3 separate regions of the Zea mays genome follow, and regions 1 and 2 are each linked to region 3. The links are chromatin contacts, called in public Hi-C maps. All regions are on one chromosome and are shown on one strand. The core of a region is the stretch at or near the end of the contact, and the rest is flanking DNA. Distances in the headings are between cores, read along the strand shown. Region 1 holds the start of LOC103632020 (ABC transporter F family member 4). Region 2 holds the start of LOC100284680 (rhicadhesin receptor). Region 3 holds the start of LOC100282565 (Bifunctional coenzyme A synthase).

Region 1 (4,462 bases), core at 345-2,844, 450 kb after region 3:
CCTAACGCTACTACCACGACGAAGAGGAAAGTGGCGGCGTCGGGGAAGAGGTTGATGACGGCGGCGCGAGTTATGGGGAGGAGGAGGCAGCAGGGACGCAGGGGAGTGGGAAGAAGAATCTAGAGGTGGTGGAGTCGTAGATGAGGAAGATGAGAGAGATGTGATATGATTTAAATAATATTGTTTATTGATTTTGAGTGAGTAAGAGAGATAATATTATCCAATAATTTGAATTGTTGGTTTTGGTGGTGTGTTAAATCTAAATGTAATTTATTTGGAAGATTTAGTGGAGGTTATAGATGAGGCTCGTTTGGTTTGGATGACCAAACTAGTGGATTAATAGTGATATAGAAATAGATATAGATAAATCTATATGCTCATTCATTCTTTAATAAAAAGTATGCATGCCATCCTTTTATTGATTACAAAAAACTCCGTGTCATCTTACTATGGCCCTGTTTGGCACAACTGCTGTTTGTTGAAAAAGCAGTTTATCTGATAAGTTAGTAAAAAGCAGCTTATGCTTATTGGCTGCTTTTAGTTTATTTTGAGAAATATGTTAACTGATAAGCTGCTGCAGAAGCTGTCTGTTTGACAGAACTTCGGCTTAAATTTGTGAAGAAGCTAAAAATAAGCTGTACCAAACAGAACCTATATGCAATACATATAAGTTATCTGCATGTTTTATTTGTTTTATCATCCTATCCTTCCAAAATATAACCTAATATTTTATTAGCTTACCGATTTTTACAAGATATGTGCAACGAAATAACATGCAACCAAGCTAATATATGTACATAGTAGCTAGGATACTATATAGTAATGCCATATCTATAACAAATATAACTTTTTTAAAAAAAAAACTGCGCAGCAATGCACATGAAACAGTATAGATAGAATGATGTGTCAGTTATTATCAAAATATAACTTTAGGATTTAACTAAACCATACAATTGATTCTCTGATTTCTTCCTCTGGGGTTTATATTGTGCAAACCTAGCTTGCTATCTTATTTTCATGCTTTTATTCAAATAGGGGCGAAGGTGTGTGCGTGCACCCACGACGACAAGGCTGGTTCCGGTACCGATTATGTTAGTACCGTGATATCGATCGTCATTAGCCCTTATATATGGCAACGTTCTACTTTACCTTCACCTCATGTTCATCCCGACACCATATCAGTTCTTTTAAGAATTTTTATTTAAAATAAAATATGATATTTTACTGGAAAAATCATCTGGTCATATAATCAAGAAAAAATATAGTTCAAACAAAATAAATAAATGCAAAAAATAAAACTATATAGTATGTAAAAAAATGATACTTTTATTGCTTGTCATTGTCATCCTCTTCTACCCCTCTGCATTTTCTTCCTTATCAAATTTTAATTGTCTGGCCAATTTTGTTATGGCCAATCTATGGATCTTTTTCATATCATCGTCTATGACTGATCTAGTAATTTGGTGTAAATTAGTGAATTGATCAAACAAATTTTAGTTGAGTTATCCCCTCTAGCTAGCTTTGTTTAGATACTGGATACACATGCATAAAAAAAATTATCCATAAATACTTTATTATATCTATAGCCATACTCATGGATAACAAATCTAACTATAACTATATTCAATAGATAAATAACTATATCTACGATTATTTGTATATATCCATACCTGCCATCCGTAAATCGGAGTCCGAGACGGGCCGGACCAACCGTCCGATCTCCTTTTTCCTCCCCTCGACCCCTCGTATATCCAAAATCCTCCGGTCCACAAAAATCCCCGATCTACTTTACTCCCCTGGCCCTAAGCCAAACCCAAATTCCCCCATCCCACGACGCCGCCGCTGCCACCACCACCACCATGGGAAGAAAGGACACCTCGTCCTCCTCCGCGGCCGCCGGCGGCGGGAAAAAGGAGAAACCTATGTCGGTGTCAGCCATGCTCGCCTCCATGGACGCCCCCGCGGCGAAGCCCAAGTCCTCCAAGTCGGCGGCGCCGTCCAAGGCCAAGGCGAAGCCCTCCAAGGCGCCGGCGTCCTCGTACATGGGCGACATCGACCTGCCCCCCTCCGACGACGAGGACCAAGAGGAGGCCCAGCTCGCCGCCGCCAAGCCCAAGCCGGCCCGCGCCGCCGTCGACCTCAGCGCCGGCGCTGCGCCGTCGCACAAGGACGCCAAGAAGAAGGACAAGCGCGAGGCCGTGGCGGCCGCAGCCGCCGAGGCCGCCAGGCAGGAGGCGCTGCGCGACGACCGCGACGCCTTCTCCGTCGTCATCGGCGCGCGCGTCCCGGGCTCCTCCGCCGCCGACGGCACCGTCGACGACAACGTCAGGGACGTCGTGCTCGAGAACTTCTCCGTCTCCGCGCGCGGGAAGGAGCTGCTCAAGAGCGCCTCCCTCCGGATCTCGCACGGCCGCAGGTACGGCCTCGTCGGCCCCAACGGCATGGGCAAGTCCACCCTGCTCAAGCTCCTGGCCTGGCGCCAGGTCCCCGTGCCGCGGAACATCGATGTCCTGCTCGTCGAGCAGGAGATCATCGGCGATGACCGCTCGGCCCTCGAGGCCGTGGTCGCCGCCGACGAGGAGCTCACCGCCCTCCAGGCCGAGCAGGCGAGGCTTGAGGCCTCTAATGATGCTGATGACAACGAGCGGCTTGTGGAGGTGTATGAGAAGCTGAATCTCGTGGGCTCTGACGTCGCCCGTGCCCGAGCGTCCAAGATTCTTGCGGGGCTGGGGTTTGATCAGGCGATGCAGGCCAGATCCACAAAGTCCTTCAGTGGTGGCTGGAGGATGCGTATTTCGCTTGCCCGTGCGCTCTTCATGCAGCCAACTCTGCTGCTGCTCGATGAGCCGACTAATCACCTGGATCTGCGCGCTGTGCTATGGCTGGAGGAATACTTGTGCTCCCAGTGGAAGAAGACATTGATTGTTGTTTCCCATGACCGTGACTTCCTGAATACAGTGTGCAATGAGATCATACACTTGCATGATAAAAGTCTTCATGTGTACCGTGGAAATTTTAATGATTTTGAGAGTGGGTATGAGCAGAAAAGGAAGGAGATGAACCGAAAGTTCGAGGTGTATGAGAAGCAGATGAAAGCGGCCAGGAAGTCTGGGAGCAAGGCCGCACAGGATAAGGTTAAGGGCCAGGCGCTATCAAAGGCTGCTAAAGAGGCCGCCAAGAACAAGGGGAAAGGGAAGAGTGCTGCAGATGACGATGATGACCAGAAACAGGTAGCTGTGCCGCGGAAGTGGCGTGACTACAGTGTTGAGTTCCATTTCCCAGAGCCTACAGAGCTCACACCACCTCTCCTTCAGCTCATTGAGGTAGGGTTTAGCTACCCTGGTAGGCCAGACTTCAAACTCTCAGGTGTTGATGTTGGCATTGATATGGGAACACGTGTAGCTATTGTTGGGCCCAATGGAGCTGGGAAGTCTACGCTGCTTAATTTACTTGCGGGTGATCTTATCCCAACAGAAGGGGAGGCAAGGAGGAGCCAGAAGCTGAGGATTGGACGATACTCGCAGCATTTTGTTGACTTGCTGACAATGGAGGAAAATGCAGTTCAATATTTGTTGAGGCTCCACCCAGATCAGGAGGGAATGAGCAAAGCAGAGGCTGTCCGTGCTAAGCTCGGGAAGTTTGGGTTACCTGGACACAACCATCTCACTCCAATTGTCAAATTATCTGGCGGGCAGAAGGCCCGAGTTGTGTTCACTTCTATATCAATGTCTCAACCTCACATACTCCTGCTTGACGAGCCAACGAATCACTTGGACATGCAAAGTATCGATGCATTGGCAGACGCGCTGGATGAATTCACTGGAGGTGTCGTCTTGGTTAGCCATGACTCACGATTGATATCTCGTGTTTGTGAGGATGAGCAAAGGAGCGAGATATGGGTTGTGGAGGATGGGACTGTGAACAGATATGATGGCACATTTGAGGATTACAAGGATGAACTCATGGAAGAAATAAAGAAGGAAGTTGAAGAATAATGCTGCTCCAAGTTAGTTGTGCTTTGCTGTTTATTTATATAATAGGCTGTTTTCTTGAACTGAAATTGCATGTACTATTACTGAGTTCTCTTTACTCTGGTTTGCAGAGTATTCATATATGGTTCCAACTTTGTAAAAATGGGGCATGCTTGTTTTATGTTATACAAGAGAAACCTGAGAATATGGTATTATTTGTTTGTATATTTTGTTGTGACATATATGTGACTGGACGACCGGTGCAGCACTTCTCAATCTTCTCTCAAGATTATAGAAGCCGAACAACGATAATATAACAATTGTATGCCCTTTTCTTAACCTTTAGCATGACTGCATAACTACTCTAGCAGTTAAAGCTTCTTAGACTGTCTCCAGTAGAGCTTGTAAATTAGGGGACACGGTATTATAGATGACAATGTTTAATACTGTTTACGGAGAGAAGTTTGAAATAGGTGATAAGATAGAGGATA
Region 2 (4,275 bases), core at 821-3,320, 260 kb after region 3:
CACGACCTTGCTTAGTAAAAATACCATTGTTCCATTTTTGTTTAGTATCAGCTACGTCTGAAAATATCCAGATATAAATATCATGCATAGAAGGGGTGGAGTGGAAGCATTGCATGCAGTGAGCCAGCAACTTGCCTTTATTAAAAGAGATAAGATGACATGTCTGGGTGGGGTTTGCCCCATGTTACTCTTGGTCCTGGTCCTCGATATGGATGTCCAAATGGACCGCCTAACACGGGCCGGCCCAGTAGAGCACGACACGGATTAGACCATTGACACGAATTAGATAACGGACTGTACCATGCCGGCCCATAAACTAGGAGCGAGGCTAGACAACGGACTATATCATGCCAGCCCATAAGCTACGAACGAGGTCTAGACATGACACACCAGACACTTGTGCCGGGGCACCCCATGAACATTCATTAGAGTTTTTTTATTTCAGTTTCTTAAAACTGTTTTCTAAAAAACTTTGGAGCGGCTGTTTAGAAGCTAGTTTCTAAAAGCTGGTTCGTGGCTTTTTTAAAAAAAATTGAAAATGACATGCCTGCTCATTCATTTTTTTCACCCATGCACTTGCAACGCCTGCACTGGTTGCCCACAGAAAGTCAGCTACAATTTCCTCTAGCTCTTGCAACGCTTGCACTTGTTAAACTTCAATTCTTGTCGTAGCTACAGCACACTTTGCCACACAGGCTCAACAAACTCTTCCTGATTCCATCCAGACCCCTCACCATCGATCCCTTTGAGCACCTGTTCATCACAGAGGTAAATTATATCCCCAATAACAACGTTTGTGATATCAAGCAAAAGGTTGCTCTCATGTACAGGCCATAAAATTATCTGGAATGTTTATTTGCCACACAAGCTCGACAAATCTCTGCAATGTTTACAAAATCAAACTTAAGAAGTAACAATGAGAAGGAAGACAGGTTAGTAGAAAAAGTATTCGAACAGACATTGGACTTTGCTGGCCACCTTTATTGGAGTTTGATGGTGATTTTAATACATTAGGTAGAATACAAAGGGTTTGACTGACATCACCTAGGTGATGATTATTCTCCTCGGGAGAATCTGATCCTATATGGAGATCATAAGTTGTTGGGTAATCATCAGCTTCATGATATTGAATTTGCACACGCTAGATTGAAAATAGTTGCTAGTTATTAAGCATGCCATGGAAAGATCAGGCAAACCCCCCAAATGACAGCAAAGGAAATATGGTAAGTGTGCACATGTTTAAACCGAGAAATAAGTGTTTGTGAAAAAAAATGGAAGTGTCCAGCAGAACACACAGTGAGTGCAAACTAAAATGGTAGATAAAAACAATGAAAGTACTTTAATTGGAACCTTAATACACAAACAAACCAGAGGAAATTCAAACTGTTTGCTCAAAAGGAAATGCCCACATAATTAATTGAATACTTGCTAAAGGGAACAATATGAAAGAATAATATGATAAGCATGTTAGTACCTTAGCCATCAGATCATCGAGATCAGGCACAAGAAGGCAGTTATCTAGTGATGTTGTGGTCATCTTAATTCTTAAACACTTGGTTCTGTCCGACAGGAGAAAGAGATTTTTTTTATTACTGAAAGGGGCTGCAGAACTGGTACCTAGTATACCTACTGCATCTAGTTTATGGTCGAGATTTGTAGGATGTTGTGACTGCCTAGATGTGTATCTATGTCGCAGCTGATTAGAGAGAGCTAGAGTCTACTTACAGATAGCTGGAACTGTGATCTTTCATTTGAAGCAAGAGTTCTAGTCTCCGGTTTAACACGACCAAGCAAATCTGCTGGCCGTTCGTATTCACCGCTCACCAGACCGTGGACTAAATAAATTAAATAAGCAGCCTATATATCACGTTGTTCCTTGTGTACTCCTGCAGCAATCTCCTGCTACGCCACCACGCGCACACGGCGGCCAGGCCAGCACACATTCCTTGGGGTGAAAGGACAATCTTGCCACATTCCTTCATTCCCAGAGTGCCTTAACACTGCAGGACCACAGCACAGCACAGGCCACCGGTTATAAAACCTTTACCCCATCCAGCATCCAGCAAGGCCATTGGAAGCCACCAGCAAGAGACCAACAGCAAGGGTGCGAAGAAAGGGTGGCCCCCTAGCTAGCCTAGCTAGAGAGAGAGAGAGAGAGAGAGTCATCATAATACTCAGAGAGAAGCACGAGCACAGCTGCACTAGCTAGCTAGCTACTGCAAAGAAGCAAGCTCTCGATCACAATGGCCGCCATTCCTTCTCTGCTGCGTCGACTCGCCATTGTCGTCGCCACCACCGCCATGGTTATCCTCCTTCCCTCCCCGTCCGTCGCCGGCGACCCCGACCTGCTCCAGGACATCTGCGTCGCGGACCTCACGTCCAGTGAGTAGCAGCATGTAGCGGCAAGCTATAGCCTATAGCTAGCTAGCTACCTACCATAATTCCTCGGTTTTCTAGCTACTAGTTACTTCTTGGTACTTATTATTACGTACATACGTGTCCAAATAATCTACATGTGCGCAGCCGTGAAGGTGAACGGGTACGCCTGCAAGGCGGCGGCGGCGGTGACGGCGGACGACTTCTACTTCAGCGGCCTAGGCGGCGCGGGCAACACGAGCGCCAGCGCCTACGGCTCCGCGGTGACGGGCGCGAACGTGGAGAAGGTGCCGGGGCTGAACACGCTGGGCGTGTCCATGTCGCGCATCGACTACGCGCCGGGCGGGGGCCTGAACCCGCCGCACACGCACCCGCGCGCCACCGAGATGGTGTTCGTGCTGCAGGGCACCCTGGACGTGGGCTTCGTCACCGCCGCCAACAACCGCCTGGTGGCCCGCACCCTGGCGCCCGGCGACGTGTTCGTCTTCCCCCGCGGCCTCGTCCACTTCCAGCGCAACGCCGGCGACGGCCCCGCCGCCGTCTTGTCCGCGTTCAACAGCCAGCTTCCCGGCACGCAGTCCCTCGCCGCCGCGCTGTTCGCGGCGTCGCCCGAGCTGCCCGACGCCGTGCTCGCCAAGGCGTTCCAGGTCGGCACCAAGGAGGTGGACAAGATCAAGGCTAGGCTCGCGCCCAAAAAGGCCTGAAGATCGTACTGTTGACGCGGTCATCCTTGAATTTTTTTTCTACCCTATTATGATTTATGACTTGGTTGCTTCCCTGCTGTACCTCCACTAATAAGCAACTGTATCAGCTAGTCTGCTGCATGCCTTTTATCTGTTATGTATGATCCTTCAGCTCCTGCCTACCTTTAATCGATTATATTCCGCGCTTTTGTGTCGTCCTGCTCTGCACAGAGGTGGATCCACACCCCCTAGGTCCTGTTTGGATCCTAGAAGCTATGACTAAAGTTTAATCACTTAGAAGCTAAAGATCTATACAGTAAGAGCTATAAGTGACTATAATTAGACCATATTTAATGCTCATAATAATAGTTATTCAAATATCTGATGTGATACAAAGTAAATTTTAGTCACTTTTGATTTAGCTCCTGGGTTCAGACCACGAGAAGAAAAGTAAGACAAAGTACGACAAGTTAGATAGTGAACCAAACAGGCTTTAGATCTGTTCCAGCTATATATTGCATGTCATGGGTCTAAAGAAAAGGAAGAGAGTTTGGTCCTTTTTGATCCATACAATGTGCAAAAGTGACAAAAAGAAAACTGAAGGAATGATTGTTGCTGTGACGAACAAAAGGAGCCGTCCCTCCCTTGCTGTACGACGGTAAATGGGACGACGAATTCCTGTTCCAATTCAAACAGGACGGATTCGCTCCACAAGAGAAGAGCATGCGTGCATCGCAGAAGAGAAAGAGCAAGTGGACAAGGGAAAGGTACCAAGCTTTTAGGGGAAAAGCGTGTCGTAGGGACCATGGCAATTGCCAAGCGTATGTGGAGTAGTGATGAGTTAAAAAGAAACTCCTGTGAGAGCGTCTCCGTGTCCGTGCCAGGTAGCTAAATCTGGTCTGCGGGCACTTAACTTTGAGATCACTGCTCATCTAAAGATGATATATTTTTGAAGTATATTCCTTGACCTTGACTATGGACCTCTAAACTAAACGTAGGTCAAGTTAGAATGATCTCATCTCATCTCTGTTCATCACTCCTCGTCCTTCCATCCAAACACTACCTAAACGATTATTTTTGCACGTTTAAGCACCATGTAAACTCTATACACAGCGATGCACCGTTATTATCTTTTAGGCTAGTTTGACAACCTCATTTTTCTAAAAGATTTCTATTTTCTTAAAAAATAAAATAATTTCTTATGAAAAAATAGAAA
Region 3 (3,875 bases), core at 1,135-3,634:
AAGTTTCACTTGCTCTTACTTCTCTCTCAAGGTCCATATGTTCTCTTAACTGTATACACTTCAGGCAATTCTTACTAAAATAAATAGCAACATCATTTGCATTATCCGTATTTTCAGTTGTTCAAAATTCAGTGGTCGCTAAGAATTATCTCCACAGTGGGTATCTTTTTAGATTTAGTAAGAGATTAACACACTAGGTTAAATTTACTAATTATTCGAAACAACAGGGTTCTTGACCACCTAACAAAAAAAAGCTGTACCCTTACAGGTTATCTTCAGTTTCCTGATTCTACATTAATGGAGAACCCAAAGTCTCTGATCAACCAATGCGTATATACACATAATTATACAATATGTTTCAAGAGAACAAAGATTATAATGACAAGCTACATTGCATGGGTTCTTGCGAAGGGGAACCATATTCGTTTGTAGCTTTGTCACAATTGTAGATATTTATACAAACCCAAGAAGATTTCCTTTTAACATTCAGATGGCATTGCCAATACAAAATTTGTAAATTTGGTTAGTAGGGGAGAGTCTATGTTGCCAGGTTGATTTTAGAAGGTTAGAGCAATACTGTTACAGGGCCATGGGCCAGTGTTCGAAGATTATTCCTCTAGAAAGGTAACCAAACTGTCAGCTCTGATCATATTTTTTGTTCACACTGAGCTTGGAGCAGATCACCCCCGTATTTGTGCATTCAGCTAACCAGATCAAAGTATTCAATTTCCTCCCTAAGAAGCTTCAAGGCTACCAGATTTTGTTTCACTTTGTTGAGCTTGTTCTGCCTCAAGTTTCCTTAAAGCAGAAGAACTCAATTTTTCCCCCTCCACACCGCCGGAAAGGAGATCAACAACCTCAACCTGAAATTTAAATCATTCACATTTGAGCCAGCTACATAGTGCATCGAGTAGTAGAATAAAATCAATTAAAGAAAATATAGAAGCAAGCACAAATGAACCTTCAACAGTGGGAACCCTTTCTCTTCTCTTTTCCTATTTACAGCCAGTCCACCATTTAATGTCTCCTTACTGAATATAAACAGCATTGCTATGTCAAATGATGTCCAGTAGAAAGAGAAGCTTAAAAATGAATATGAACTGTTTACATATTAGGAGATCACGTATTCCAAGGTCCAATATGGTAAGGTCATATACTCATATGCACATGAAGAACAAATGTAGTAGTTATGGATGGACAGCTAAATGCTTGAAAAAGGGGGATGTCGCTATTGTTGATACCTGACAATAATGGCATCCAACTTCTCATCAGTTATGGATGGGCCATAAGGGTCCTCAATAGGCTCCACTTGTACTATCAGTTCTGGCTTTATAGACTGCATATGACAACAGACCAATCATGGATTATTGTCAACACATCAAATGGTAGACAAAACACAGATACACAAACACATAGGCATATTCTTCTTTGTAGTTCCTTCCCCAAATTACCCAATGCAAGGATATACACAATGGAGATATGGAACTGATAACTCCTACACATTCAAAGCCATGTATCTCCAAAATTGAGAACATATGGCTGATTTCCATTTCAGAAACTCCATCCAAAGTAAACCATGCTTAACAACTTCTCTTAGATAAAAAACAAATCTCTAGGCACATAACAGTAACAATATACTTCTATTTCATCTGCAAAACTGACAAATTTCCGTATGAAAAGAACTACTGATGCTTATGCACCTTCTCCCCTGCATATATAAAACAGCTTGGCATCCATCCCCAAATACTTCTAATTGCATAGGAGCAGAAACCGCACAGAAACAAGAAACAGGGTAGCCATAACCACGCCACAACCTTGATGTAATCCTCCACACCCTTGATGCGCTTGTCAACGGGCTCAATAAGCTCCGCATACTGCCCAACAGAATCAATAAACCGACTGTGAATCACCACAGGGTCCAATAACTGGTGACATAATGTTCATAGTAAAATAAAAAGGCTCAATCTTTGGGCAAAGGCGAGCGAGAATATGCCTCCTTCTTGGCGAGCATAGGTCCCGTGCAGACGCCCACCACGATCCGGTCTCTCCCCAAATCCGCGGAGGCCTGCCGCCCACCAATTCCCCGGTACCCCGAAGAAAGCAAGATTCAATCGCAATTGACAGGAGGAACAAAAATCTACGTGCCTATTTCCCCCCCTAAGAAAGCACCTTGAGAAGGCGGCGGTGGCCGTCGTGGAGGCGGTCAAAAGTGCCGCCGAGGACCACCGAACCGTATGCCGGAGTTCCCGCTTGCTCCTCCTCGTGAGCGCGCGGCGGCCCTCCGGCCGTTATGTCGCCGGCATCGACCATTTTTCGCTGTTCTTTCTCTCTCTCTCCAATTGCTCCCTCTATAGAGAAGACCGTACAGGTACGGCTTCTTGTTTTACTCGTCGTAGCTGTAGATCAGTACAATGACTCGATGCACACAGATTTTTTTTTGTTGTACATGGTTCCCGAGGTTCGAAGATACTAATCCGATTTTATCCTGTTTTTTTAAACTTTACATGTATACTTCTATTTTTTTTAAACGAACAACCAGTTTGCTTCTATTCTGTTATCAACATCATTTAACGGTGTTAAATCACTATACCACAACACCAAATTAGTGTCTGACGACCGTCGCTATAAATAGAGAATTAACATCAAATTGTTAGTCGGTATACATAGCCACAGATGGTGAGTCGGTATATGTCTAAATTCCAACTGAGTGTTAGTCGTTATATTTATATGTGAATAGTGTCGCGTTGTCAGTCGGCATTTCATACCTATAGCATCGCGCTGTCAGTCGCCATAAAAAACATGTGCAATTTATCGAGCCTGTTGGCGCACAAAGCCCAAAACCCTATTACTTCCCGAGCAGCCGCCGCGAAAACAACCAGCCGCCGCGTGTCGCCAACCGCCGTCACCTCCCCAGCAGGCCGACCGTCACCTCCCCAGCCAACCGCCGTCACCTCCCCAGCCGGCCGGCCGCGCACACTCTCCTCCCCAACGCATCCGCACGCCGTCGGCTCCTCCCCAGCCGGCCGGCCGCGCGTAGGGGTGGATATCGAGCCAGCTCGGCTCGGCTCGACCGAGCTCGAGCTGGCTCGTTAAGGAAACGAGCTGGCTCGACTCGGCTCGTTAAGCAACCGAGCCAGAGAACCAGCTCGGCTCGGCTCGTTTGCGAGCTCGAGCTGGCTCGTTTAGCTCGCGAGCCAGAATAAAAAATATTATACATGTATATATACAACAATATAATCAATTGCTAGTTAATTTCATACTAATTTAACACTAGAAAAGACTAACAATACTCATAATTTTATATATCACAACATTTAAACCCTAAACTAACATAGTTCATCACTTATTAATTCATCCAATACAAGTATAGGCTTTGTTTTACAGATAAATTCTAGCTCATTCGAGCTAACGAGCTGGCTCGAGCTCGTGTCGAGCTGGCTCGTTAACGAACCGAGCTGAGATGTTAGCTCAGCTCGTGATAAAATTGAAACGAGCCGAGTCGAGTCGAGCCGAGCTGGCCACGAGTCGAGCGAGCTCACGAGCCACGAGTATTTTGCCCAGCCCTAGCCGCGCGCCGTCCCGTCCCCAGCCAGCCGCGCGCGCGGTCCGCCGTCCCCAGCCAGCCACGCGTGCGGTCCGCCGTCAGCCAGCCGCGCGCGCAGTCCACCGTCAGCCAGCCGCGCGCGCAGTCCGCCATCCCCAGCCACGCGCGCGCGCAGTCTCCTCTGCAGCCACGCGCGCAGTCCGCCGTCCCGTCCCCGGCCCAGCCGCGTGCCCTGCTACGCCAACCTTCGTCCCCAGCCGGCGCCCCACTTCTACTGGAGCGAGGCCGACCGCACTGGAACGAGTCAAGCGGAGAAGCGTCGGCGCGGCTA

What was found. A called contact is a pair of places that touch in the nucleus more often than the background predicts.
Region 1: a contact with region 3 is called in a Hi-C map of ear, with 4 times the contacts expected there. The contact joins the promoter of LOC103632020 here to the promoter of LOC100282565 in region 3. A contact is called at or near these places in 3 of 25 Hi-C or Micro-C datasets (bundle sheath, ear and tassel).
Region 2: a contact with region 3 is called in a Hi-C map of tassel, with 2.9 times the contacts expected there. The contact joins the promoter of LOC100284680 here to the promoter of LOC100282565 in region 3. A contact is called at or near these places in 5 of 25 Hi-C or Micro-C datasets (ear, endosperm, leaf and 2 more).

The regions. Positions count from the first base shown.
Region 1 is chr7:10,522,664-10,527,125 of Zm-B73-REFERENCE-NAM-5.0, forward strand. It overlaps LOC103632020 (ABC transporter F family member 4), which reads left to right and starts at 1,595. Exons shown (of 2, transcript XM_023300575.2): 1 at 1,595-4,006. The coding sequence starts at 1,860. The coding sequence ends at 3,995.
Region 2 is chr7:10,331,988-10,336,262 of Zm-B73-REFERENCE-NAM-5.0, forward strand. LOC100284680 (rhicadhesin receptor) reads left to right here and starts at 2,071. Exons shown (of 2, transcript NM_001372418.1): 1 at 2,071-2,382; 2 at 2,524-3,213. The coding sequence starts at 2,244. The coding sequence ends at 3,080.
Region 3 is chr7:10,070,196-10,074,070 of Zm-B73-REFERENCE-NAM-5.0, forward strand. It overlaps LOC100282565 (Bifunctional coenzyme A synthase), which reads right to left and starts at 2,385. Exons shown (of 6, transcript NM_001155473.2): 1 at 2,170-2,385; 2 at 1,994-2,065; 3 at 1,815-1,874; 4 at 1,242-1,336; 5 at 962-1,031; 6 at 434-863. The coding sequence starts at 2,310. The coding sequence ends at 735.